Regions from separate parts of the Mus musculus genome. Here all the other regions are linked to region 2. The links are chromatin contacts, called in public Micro-C and promoter capture Hi-C maps. All regions are on one chromosome and are shown on one strand. Each heading gives the region's core, a stretch centred on a gene start, on an enhancer-like site or on the middle of the called end of the contact. The rest is flanking DNA. Distances are from core to core; before and after follow the strand shown.

Region 1 (3,534 bases), core at 964-3,463, 520 kb before region 2:
TTCTCAGTACAGAGTCTATTCCCTTTGTGGTGAACATCCTTTTTTGTGTTCTTCCTTGATTTTTTTCAGGTCTCAGCTGAGAAGTCACTTCCTGCAGGAAGGCTGCCCAGGCTCCCAAATCCCAACTAGACATCTGCCCTGGTACCTACAGCTCCCTGCAATATTTTTCCTGACAAAACACATCTTTTCCAGTGTTTGCTGTAACTATCTGATCATATGCCACAGCCTCCAGAACAGTGCCATCCAACAACACCCTCTGCAATGGTGCAGGGAATGGACAGACTTGTAGGCCCATGTGGTATTCAGAAACTGAAGACCAGACAGGAGAAATGACTTCTAAGTGAATTTAGTTAGGGGTTTCCTGACTCCCAGTCTAGCACTCTTTTCTACACCATACCATCTTCCTCATGGCACTGACCACTCTTCAAGGGCTCAAAGCCACATGCATAGTAGTACACACCTGTAACCTCAAGTCACATGTAGGAACAGCTGTCATCCTGGCTATACATCACAATGAAAGGTGCCTAATGCTATTAAGGAACTGAGTGTGTGTGTGTGTGTGTGTGTGTGTGTGTGTGTGTGTGTGTATGTGTGTGTGAGTGTGAGTGTGTAGGACATGTGCATATGTGTGTACATATACGTGAAGCCCAGCAGTGAACCTCAGGTGTTACTCCTTAGGTGACAACCATCTTGTTTTTTATGACAGGTTCTCTCACTGCCTCCGGCTCATCAGTTTAGCTAGACTGGCTGACCCACAGATCCCAGATATCCTGTCTCTGCCTCCCCAGCACTGGCCTGTGTGTATCTACACCAGACTTTTAAATTTGGGTGCTGGGGCTCAAAATCAGTGAGCACTTTACCCACTGAGCTATTTCCTCATTTCCTCAATTATTGCTTTTATTTAGGTTTAGTTAATTTACATTTGATCCACCATATGTGGATAATGGTCACTCAGTTGGATAGGACAGTCCTGAACTAGGGATAATCAAGAAAGCCTCTCTCACCCAGGTGGCCTCTTCCTATCTCCTCAGACATTTTTGTGGCAGGTAGTGAATGGCAGTGGGTAACTTTATATATGTAGTCAGTGGTTTACAAGGGGTGTCGACAAAGCATCTTTTGGCTTCTGGTACAGTTGCAGAAAGCAGACAGAGCAAGACTCAGTTTCCCACTTTGCAGTGGGTGTGACAGTGAGTGAGATGGGGGTCAGTGACACGTGCATGTGTGAGCAGTCATTTGTTGTGACAAAAGACTGACAAGCAGCATCTTAGAGGAGGGGTTTATGTTGGCTCCCAGTTTGAGGTGATACAGTCCACTCTGGTAGGAAGGCCTGGCAGTGTGGGAGTGGCTCTAAGCTGTGGTGGCAAGTGCATCCGGGGGCTCGCTCACATCTAGTGGATCAGGAAGAGCAGAGAAAGCAGAAAACAGTGCTTGAACAACCCTCTCCTGATCCCCACTTTTCATTCAGTCTGGAACCCCAGCCTCCCCGGACAGTGCTGTCCACATTCAAGGTGGGTCTTCCCTCTTTTGGAAAACCTCTCTGGAAAAGGCCTTACAGGCACACCCCAGGTGTATCTCCTCGAGACTTCTAAATCCAGTGAAGTTGATCATAGAGAATAACCATCACACAAAGCTCAGGAGGAAGTGGCATGCTCAGACTGCAGCTGGCAGGTTCAGAACGGGCCAAGGGTTTCCAAGTGTGGCTGGACATCCAAGTGAGACTCAGCAAGACTCAGCATCTGGGGAAGAATGAGAAACTTTTCCTCCTCTGGAGAGGATGCTTGGGAGCAGATGAGGCAGGAACAAGACAGGAGGACGTGAGCAGGATGCCTGGAGATTTCCCCAAGGCCACGCACACTGGAATCCCCCACTTTGAACAAAAGAGGAAACATATATCTCCAGGCCATCCCAGCAGGGCAGCCCAGGTGGCCTGTGTCCTTGTACCTGCCTTTGCTTGATTCCCAGCCCAGCTCAGGAGCCAGCAGGCTCTCAGCTCTTCTCCAGAGCCCCCTCCCCTTCCTGGAATCTACCACAAGTGACAGGCAGCCTGGGGAGCAACAGGTGGAGGCTGGCAAAGGGCCCTCTGCTCTGCCAGAGGCGGGATGGGGCCTCAGCTCGGCCTTGTGGGGCTGCCTGGTGGCTGGCTTCTCCATCATGGGGGAATTCCCCTCCTGCCTCAGAGTCAGCTCCGCCCAGCCCTCCTTCCTGCAGAAGCTCAGAAAGCCCAGCAACCTTCACAGGGACACAGGGAGGCATGGCCGCACTCACTGGGCACATCTTCAGATCACCTCGTGCATTCTCGGATGAGTGACCTGGGCTGAAGGTAGGTGTGACAAGGCAGATTCCAGGAGCGTCACACGGTAATGTCAAGGCCACCAGACCTTCCCAGCTGTGTGTCAGTAACTGCTTGGCCTCCTCTTCTCTGCCAGCTGGGGTCTTTTGCTCCCCAGCCTAGCTTGGTGGGCCCACCTAGGGCCTTGAATTCTGTGTCTCTGTTCTTCCCTGAGCCTCCTTTGCCCTCTGACCTCTGTCTCTCTCCCTCGTACTTGTTCTGACCAATCTTCTCTCCGAATGTCTGCAACTTTTCCAAAGGGAAGGAAAGAGAGACTTTCTCTTTTTCTGTACTATCCCTCTCTCTGAGGGGTGAAGGGGACTTTTCTCTTTCTTGTTCCCATATTTTCTTGTGTGTGAGAGGACATGTTTGCATTTGTGTCAGGCTCCCAGGAGCAGGTACATATATCGGTCCATGGGAGTGTTTATGTTTGTGGATGGTCTGGGTGTCTGTCTCTGTGTGAATGTGAATTTTGAGGGGGATGGTGTGGGATGAGCTGGGCAGTTTGGAAGTCTAAACCCAAACAAGGAAGGTTGGTGGAAACCCATCTTGCTCCCTGGGGGACACAATAGCTGTTGAGCCCCTCCTCAGCACTGGAATGAAGGAACCCCTCCCCTGTCTCCAGACTTCTTTGCTCTGAGGCCCACTGGCTCCTTCTGAGGGTGAACCTTTCACCGAGAACTTGAGGCCCTGGGAGTGGGGCCAAGGGCTGGCAGATGGTGGGGACTTCTTTTTTTGATAATAAGCAGTCCAGTTTTTCCGAAGCTGGTCAGAGGGCCAGCCTAGGGAAGTCCCTGGCTGGGGGAGGTAAGGGCCAGAGGCTGGGTCTGACTTTTGACAGTGACCTCTGGACTGCAGAATGAGGGAGGAATGTGGCGAGATTCTAGAAGACATGAGAAGGTATGGGGTAGATTGAGAGAGAAATGCTATTGGGGCCTGGTAGGGCTTCCCAGGATTGGGCAATGTTCTGGTCCTATGGGTCTGCCTCCCTTAGGGACTAATCTCTTCCCACTTCCAGGAAGATGATGAGGAGCAAGCTAGGATCCCAGTTTGGAGCCAGCTTGATACTCTGATTTGGAGTCAGGCGGGCCAGAGGGAGAGAAGCCAGAGAAGGAAAGACCCAGGACTCCTCGAGACCGTGGGAGGGGCCTGGCAGGGCCAGTGTATGAGGAGCTGGGAATTTCCCTGGTGTCATTGTCCTAGAA
Region 2 (3,495 bases), core at 258-2,757:
TTGGTCACATTAACAAATTGAGACTCTTGTAATCTTGGTTACCCAAAGTCAGTCTCTGCACAGAAATAGAAACAGTGGTCTATTCAAATGTTATCTTTTAAATCTCTCTCCAGAGGCTGCTTCCCGGGTCTCTGGTTTTCCTAGGTGTCCCGGTGTATTATCTGGTGTTATCTGCACTTTCGCTTTTCAAAGGAAAAACAACTGTCAGATGACTACGGCACAAGACATTTACTTCCCATTACGAAGAAAAGCCACTGCCATGAAAATTCTTTTGTTAAGCTTGTTTCCAAAACGGTAACTGACCTTTTTCTCCCATTAAATATCAGTTAAATTACTTGCCATTTGATATTCAATCTCACACATTGTTTCCTGATGGGATCTGTATTATTGACAGCGTGGATAATTTGAAAAATATTAAAGCCTCTAAGACTTATGTAGTGCAGTCATCTGATACTTGGGCTTGCTGCAAAATTTGACACTGTTTCCCTTTTACTATTACTGTACAACTGAGTTCTCGGCCATACAGCCAAGTTTGTCTGATATGTGACATTTGGCCTAGTTACATGCGAAAGTTTCCATAGCGCATTATGGAAGACAAAACAATATCTTCTTCAAATACAATTCCACGGCTGAATTTAACCATTGAGCTAAGCTTCTATATATCTGACAATTCTAAAAAGTTACTGTACCAGCAACAGGTACTGCAATCAGAAAGAAACAAAGCATGCAATCACAAACAAACACACACACACACACACACACACACACACACAGCTACCGTTTTCCATTTGCAAGAAACTCCTTTTCAGTAACAGGTGTAAGAAGGGAAAGAAAATTCGACAGTAAGTTCTACCGCAAGTCCTCCTCGAGTCTGGTCAGTAGTAACCCTAACCACTTCGGTTTCGCATTTCTCCTTCGATAACACTAAGGTCGCTCGGCAAGAGAACTGCACAGCTCCAATTTTAGTTTCCAAGAAGCCTGACAGACCGCCAGCCTGCCCACTCGCTCCTCCAGCCTCCTCAGTGCTCCGCAGGTTGGCCGAACGCGCGACAGTCTGCACAAAGCCACCCGAGGGCTGCGGATCACAGGGAGACAGCAGCTCCCGGCCGGGCCCCGGAGGCCTGCGGTGAGGTCGCAGCCCGGGCAGCGTGCGGACCGACAGCCTCCCGAGGCCGCCGTGCTGGGGCTGGGGACGCGGCGCGTGGCGCGGGCGGGGCATAAACAGCCTAGCGAAGAGGGCAGGGGACCGCACGCCCCGCCCGAGGCCGCGACCCCTCGGGGGCCCGCGACGCCTCACCTGAACGCGCAGTCCGGGTCGCGGGCGTCTCGTCCCGGCGCGCCTAATCCGCTCCGCTTGCTGAAGAGCTTCTGGAACAGGGTGGGGGCCATGCTGGCCGCCGCAAGACTGGGGTCGCTCGGCTGGGAGCTCGCAGGAGGCCCCCCGCTCCTACCGCCACCCCGCCACCCCCATGGGCGCCTCAGTCATATGACAGAAATTAGTCACTTCAAACGGCCACGGCGCGCGGGGCGGAGCGCGAGATTGAGGTCGCGGCGATTGGCTGGCGACGAGCCGTATCACGTGGCAGCAAACTGAGCGGGGGGCGGGGTGGGGGTGGGGAGGCGGGGCCGCCTGCCATTGGCTGGCTCACGGGTCCGTCACGCGGCCTCTCACGGGGCGGGGCGTGCGAGGGCGCGCGCGGCTGGGTGGCAAGAGAAAGCCTCTGGGACCCAGGCCCGCCTCTGACCCTCCCAAACTGCTAGGGCTCTAGGAGGAGACCTAGGTCTGTGACTTGAGGTGCGGTTTCCATTGACGCCCGCACTTAGTCTCTAGGAAGATCTAGCGACTGGGGGCTCAGGCTCGATCTCCTTGGTAACCAAAAAGATCACAAGCAAAACCAAGAGAGGCAAGCAGCCGTAAAAAAAAAAAAAAAAAAAAAAAAAAAAAAAAGACATCTATCTAAAAATATCTAACCCTTTATGCTAAGTATTTAGAATTTGAAAGACTGCGGTTAAAGAGCTCAGTAGTTAGAGGCCCTGGGTTTGATCCTCATCACCAAACAAGAAGTTTAGCAAAATGTCTAAGAGAGACAATCAGAACTTCCATGAAACAAAGCTGTATATCTTTAATATCTGGGTATGAGGAAAGGAGGAACTGTAACATTGTTACCAAATGGCAAGACTGCTCTCAAAACGGAAAATACAGCTCACGAACATCCTTCCAGTCTTATCAAACCATCAGTGTTCAGATCAAATTCGTCATCCGTTTACCAGGATGAGGGATTTCGTACAGTGGAATGAAGTTCTCTGAGAAATGTGGATGAATGTGGGGAAATACTGGTGTATGTTTGCAAGGGTAGACAAAGACGCTTGAGAATTTCACTTAGCTAGACATAGGAACCAAATCTTTAAGAAGTTGTCAGCTGATCTGCAGTTGAAAAAAAATAAATAAGTAGCCCTTATTTACATGGGAAAAAGAAAAAATGCCGGGCAGTGGTGGCACACGTCTTTAATCCCAGTACTTGGGAGGCAGAGGCAGGCAGATTTCTGAGTTCAAGGTCAGCCTGGTCTACAGAGTGAGTTCCAGGACAGCCAGGGCTACACAGAAAGATCCTGTCTCGAAAAAACAAAACAAGAAAACAAAACAAAAGAATAAAAGAAAAATTAGCAGGATATTTTTATATCGTTAATAATTTATCACTGGTCAGCATGTTGAGCTGTTACAACATGTTACAAAGTCTCATGTTACAAGACTTTTTTATATTTATTGAGACAGGGTCTCTTGCTGGCCTGGAGCTCACCAAGTAGTGTAGGATGACCTTTCTGCTTCATCTTCTTTGACAGCACAAGAATCACAACCTTGCATTCCTTTGCCCATCCTTGAAGTAGATTCTGGGAATGGAATGCAGGTCTTCTTGTTCACACAGCAAGCACTTCATCTCCAGAGCTGCCTTCTGAAGGTGTTGGAGGAGGAGGGAGAAGTCTCCAGTTCACTCTCCTGTCTCCACCGCTCCAGTACACAAGACATTTAAAAAGCACTAATTATAGATAACTAAAACGAGAATTTGCAGCCAAGCAGTGGTGGCATACACTCTTAATCTCAACACTCTGGAGGCAGAAGAGGGTGGATCTCTGTGAGTTTGAGACTAGCCTGGTCTACAGAGTGAGCTTCAGGACAGCCATGGCTACACAGGGAATCAAAAAATAAATTTGCTCATTGCACAAATTTAAGTTCTGTATACTGGGGATCAACATTAACAACAGAAAAGTTAATTTTATAAGCAAGAAGACTGTAAATGGTAAGGTAATTGCAGAAAGTGATTAGTGTTACGCAATTAATGAACTAAACAATGAAATTATGTCACAGGAAGGTCTTTCTGAGAATGTAGTGCAATAGTTAGATTTTATTCATAGGTCCTTTGTAAACTGCTCATTTCAAAAGTTCCTGGGTATGGTGGTTTGAATAAAAATGGATCCCATAAGTTCATACTCTTGAAT
Region 3 (3,151 bases), core at 429-2,928, 550 kb after region 2:
GGAAGAGTGACCCTCAGAGTGGCAGCATCTGTTCCATGGCCTTTGGTTCAGGACTAAGTAAGAGGAGAGAAAGCAAGCTGAGCGCCAGCATTTCTCTCTCCTGGCTTCCTGAATGAGGCGACTGTGACAAGCAGACTCCTGCCACCCAGCCTTCCGGGAGTGACTGACTCCACCCTCTGACTACTGAGCCGAACAAACCCTTTCCGCTTAAGTTGCTTTGTCTCTGTAACCAGAAAAGTTACTAACAGCTACTAAAGCAATTGTAGTTACAATGTTTGCCTGTTCCACCGCAATGCTGAGGAGCACGGTTGGTCAGTTGAGGTCAAAGCTACTGAGCAAGCCAGGGCAATATAGCAAAACTCATCTCAAAAAAATAAATATAGATAAAATTATAAGGGTAACTTCTTATTTTATTAGACAGTGTTGCTTCAGAATCATACAGTTGCTGGTCGGTTTTTTGTTTTTTGTTTTGTTTTTGGGTGTTGTTGGTTTTTAGAATATATTACTAGGACAAAATAATGGGTTTCATGGTAAAGTTTGTTGTTGTTGTTTATTTGAGAACCTGGAACTGGCTATAAAGACCAGACTTGATTAAGGTCCTTTGCCACAAACTCTGGTAAGTTTTTGTTTTGGTTTTTTAACAAGTTGGCTCCTGCATTAATTGTAAAAATTACAAATCTGAGAGATTAATCCTACACTAAGATCCTTAATCTTGAAGTCAAAATTTTACTATTTCTTAAATCAAAAGACAACAAAATAATTTAAGAACATAATAGTCTGGGAATTAAAATTCATTGCCACCTTTCTCATCACCAGTCTCAAAATCCACCCCTTTTTAATATATGTATATATTATATGTAAATATATATAACTATTATTTTATTTTATGTGTATGAGTGTTTTGCCTGCAAGTCTGTTTTGTCTAATGTGCCGAGTGCATGCCTACTGGGCCTGTGAGCTGCCCTATGCCTTTTAGGAAGCAAGCCAAGGTCCTCTGGAGGAGCAATCTGGACTCTTAAAGAGAGTCCTAGCTGAGCTATCTCCGCAGCCACAAAAGATGGCAGTCTTTCCAGGAAAAACTGCAACAAAGGCTGTCGTTGTCAATGAGACTCTCCGAGGTTCACAATATCTCTCAACCACAACAAAAATTTGAGAAGGTGGGCTGTTTACTGCTTAAATTCTAAGCCTCTTTCCATTGAACACCCAGAATGGTCTTCCCAGGATGGCCTTGGACACAAACTTTTCAAAGTCACCCTTTCCCTCAAGAGAAGGGCACCCTGGGAACCTGCTCCAGGAAGTGTCCTGAAAAGACCCAATTCCGCCCCCTAGAGCGGACCTGTTAGGGGCGTGGCTCACAGACGCCCCGCCTCAGTCTTCCAGTCTGGGCGGAACTAGAAGTGTTCACCCAACCCGGGCCCCGTAGAGACTATGGAGGCGTGGTCGAATGAAGCCACACCCCTCCCTCGCTGACAGTTCTGAAGCCCGGTTCAGCCCCGCCTTCTGTACCGCCCAGCTAGTTCTGAGTCCTAGCTCGGCTCCGCCTCAGGCGCACGCGCGGCCGATGGCCGGCGCCCACTGTGCGTCACTCAGGCCCCTGCCCCGCCCCCGCCGTGCCGCGCCGCGCCGCGCCTCAGAGCCGGGACGGCGGGGCGGGCCTTGCGGCCCAGGCCCATGCCCAGAGCCCGCCCCGCCCTCAGGCCCTATGTAAAGTTGGCGGTGGCCGAGTCGGAGGCGTCGGTGGGAACTCACGAGCCTTGCACGCAGAGGCTCTCAGCGCCCCGTCTCCCGCGCCACGGTGTCCCCTTATTCCCATACGGGCGCTGTGGGAGGCTGAGGACGGCATGCGGGACTACGACGAGGTGACCGCCTTCCTAGGCGAGTGGGGGCCCTTCCAGCGCCTCATCTTCTTCCTGCTCAGCGCCAGCATCATCCCCAATGGCTTCAATGGTATGTCCATCGTGTTCCTGGCGGGGACCCCGGAGCACCGTTGCCTTGTGCCTCACACCGTGAACCTGAGCAGCGCGTGGCGCAACCACAGTATCCCGTTGGAGACGAAGGACGGACGACAGGTGCCTCAGAAATGCCGCCGCTACCGACTGGCCACCATCGCCAACTTCTCTGAGCTAGGGCTGGAGCCGGGGCGGGACGTGGACCTGGAGCAGCTGGAGCAGGAGAGCTGCCTGGATGGCTGGGAGTACGACAAGGACGTCTTCCTGTCCACCATCGTGACAGAGGTAGGTGACAGCCCCCCTATCAGGGTCTGGTGACATCGCGGCGACGGTTGTAGCCCTTCGTCCAACGCACAGGCTGATGAGCATCCTCCAGTCAGGTGGCCCAGGAACATTTTATGAGATGACTTCTAGCCATAGTACGCCCCTCAGGGGACAAGTGTCTGGCAGACCATCCGTCCATAGGGTCCCATTGAAGATAGAGTCCAGAAGGTTCTGCCCCTTAGGAGATGCCCTGAGACCCTGAGGGGTGGGACTTTCTCGAGGTAGTGATGTGATTCAGAGGGGCCGGATTCAGACTTGCTCCAGAGAAGAGGCCACAGTTTTAGCCTCTGTTCAGAAAGGAAAGACTCTTTGCAGAACTTTTTAAAGTTAAAGAAACGTGTGTTCCAAACTCTCTACCTTTTCTGGAGTTATTCTTTCTTCCCTCACCTGTCCTCATCCCAAAATGAAGGCTTGCCATGCCCCAGGAGAAACTGTTTTCCATTTGCCCGCGATGGATTGTTACTTCTTAAGGACCCATGTGTCTGCAGATCTATCCAGGGTGACTTGTTGGTATGGAGTCTTTTCCACAGTATTCTGGGACAAGATCACTGGAGAGGTTCGGTAAGGCATGTAAGGTTACTCTGAAAAGCGATGGAAACCTAATTCCTCATCCCCTTGCACTTTATTCTTGGGTGACTTTGACATTTCTCAGTCACTCTGCTGGGGGTGTGGCAGGCCATTTAATGGTGCATGTGGATGTGTTTGGGGACTTGGGCACCAACTGTAGTTTCCTGGAGGCTCAGCAGTATTGAATATGCAGAATATGAGAAGAATCTTCTGTGATACTATTGAGCAACTGGTTCATTGAGTATCAGGGATTGGGATTGGCCAGTTGGAGATAGTTTCTTGGTGAGTTTAGTTAGCCCTTAGGTCTAGAT

The links. Promoter capture Hi-C pulls out the DNA fragments that hold promoters and counts their contacts. Hi-C and Micro-C count contacts between places; a contact is called where the count stands out from the background.
Region 1: a promoter capture Hi-C map of pre-B cells shows a contact between it and region 2, with 4 times the contacts expected there. The contact joins the promoter of Tnip1 here to the promoter of Fnip1 in region 2. A contact is called at or near these places in 2 of 39 promoter capture datasets (liver and pre-B cells) and 5 of 115 datasets of contacts at active chromatin or transcription factors (double positive thymocytes, embryonic forebrain, memory CD8 T cells and 2 more).
Region 3: a Micro-C map of embryonic stem cells shows a contact between it and region 2, with 3 times the contacts expected there. The contact joins the promoter of Slc22a5 here to the promoter of Fnip1 in region 2. A contact is called at or near these places in 7 of 39 promoter capture datasets (the C10 cell line, cranial neural crest, embryonic stem cells and 3 more), 5 of 484 Hi-C or Micro-C datasets (CD4 T cells, embryonic stem cells and muscle stem cells), 8 of 115 datasets of contacts at active chromatin or transcription factors (the 230-238 cell line, effector CD8 T cells, embryonic stem cells and 3 more) and 1 of 9 other capture datasets (adipose tissue).

The regions. Positions count from the first base shown.
Region 1 is chr11:54,961,619-54,965,152 of GRCm38.p6, reverse strand. Tnip1 (TNFAIP3 interacting protein 1) reads left to right here and starts at 2,213. Exons shown (of 19, transcript NM_001199275.2): 1 at 2,213-2,320.
Region 2 is chr11:54,436,191-54,439,685 of GRCm38.p6, reverse strand. Fnip1 (folliculin interacting protein 1) reads right to left here and starts at 1,507. Exons shown (of 18, transcript NM_173753.4): 1 at 1,298-1,507. The coding sequence starts at 1,389. It overlaps LOC115487771 (a long non-coding RNA gene), which reads right to left and starts at 1,291. Exons shown (of 2, transcript XR_003949675.1): 1 at 779-1,291; 2 at 1-55.
Region 3 is chr11:53,890,230-53,893,380 of GRCm38.p6, reverse strand. It overlaps Slc22a5 (solute carrier family 22 (organic cation transporter), member 5), which reads left to right and starts at 1,678. Exons shown (of 10, transcript NM_011396.3): 1 at 1,678-2,234. The coding sequence starts at 1,842.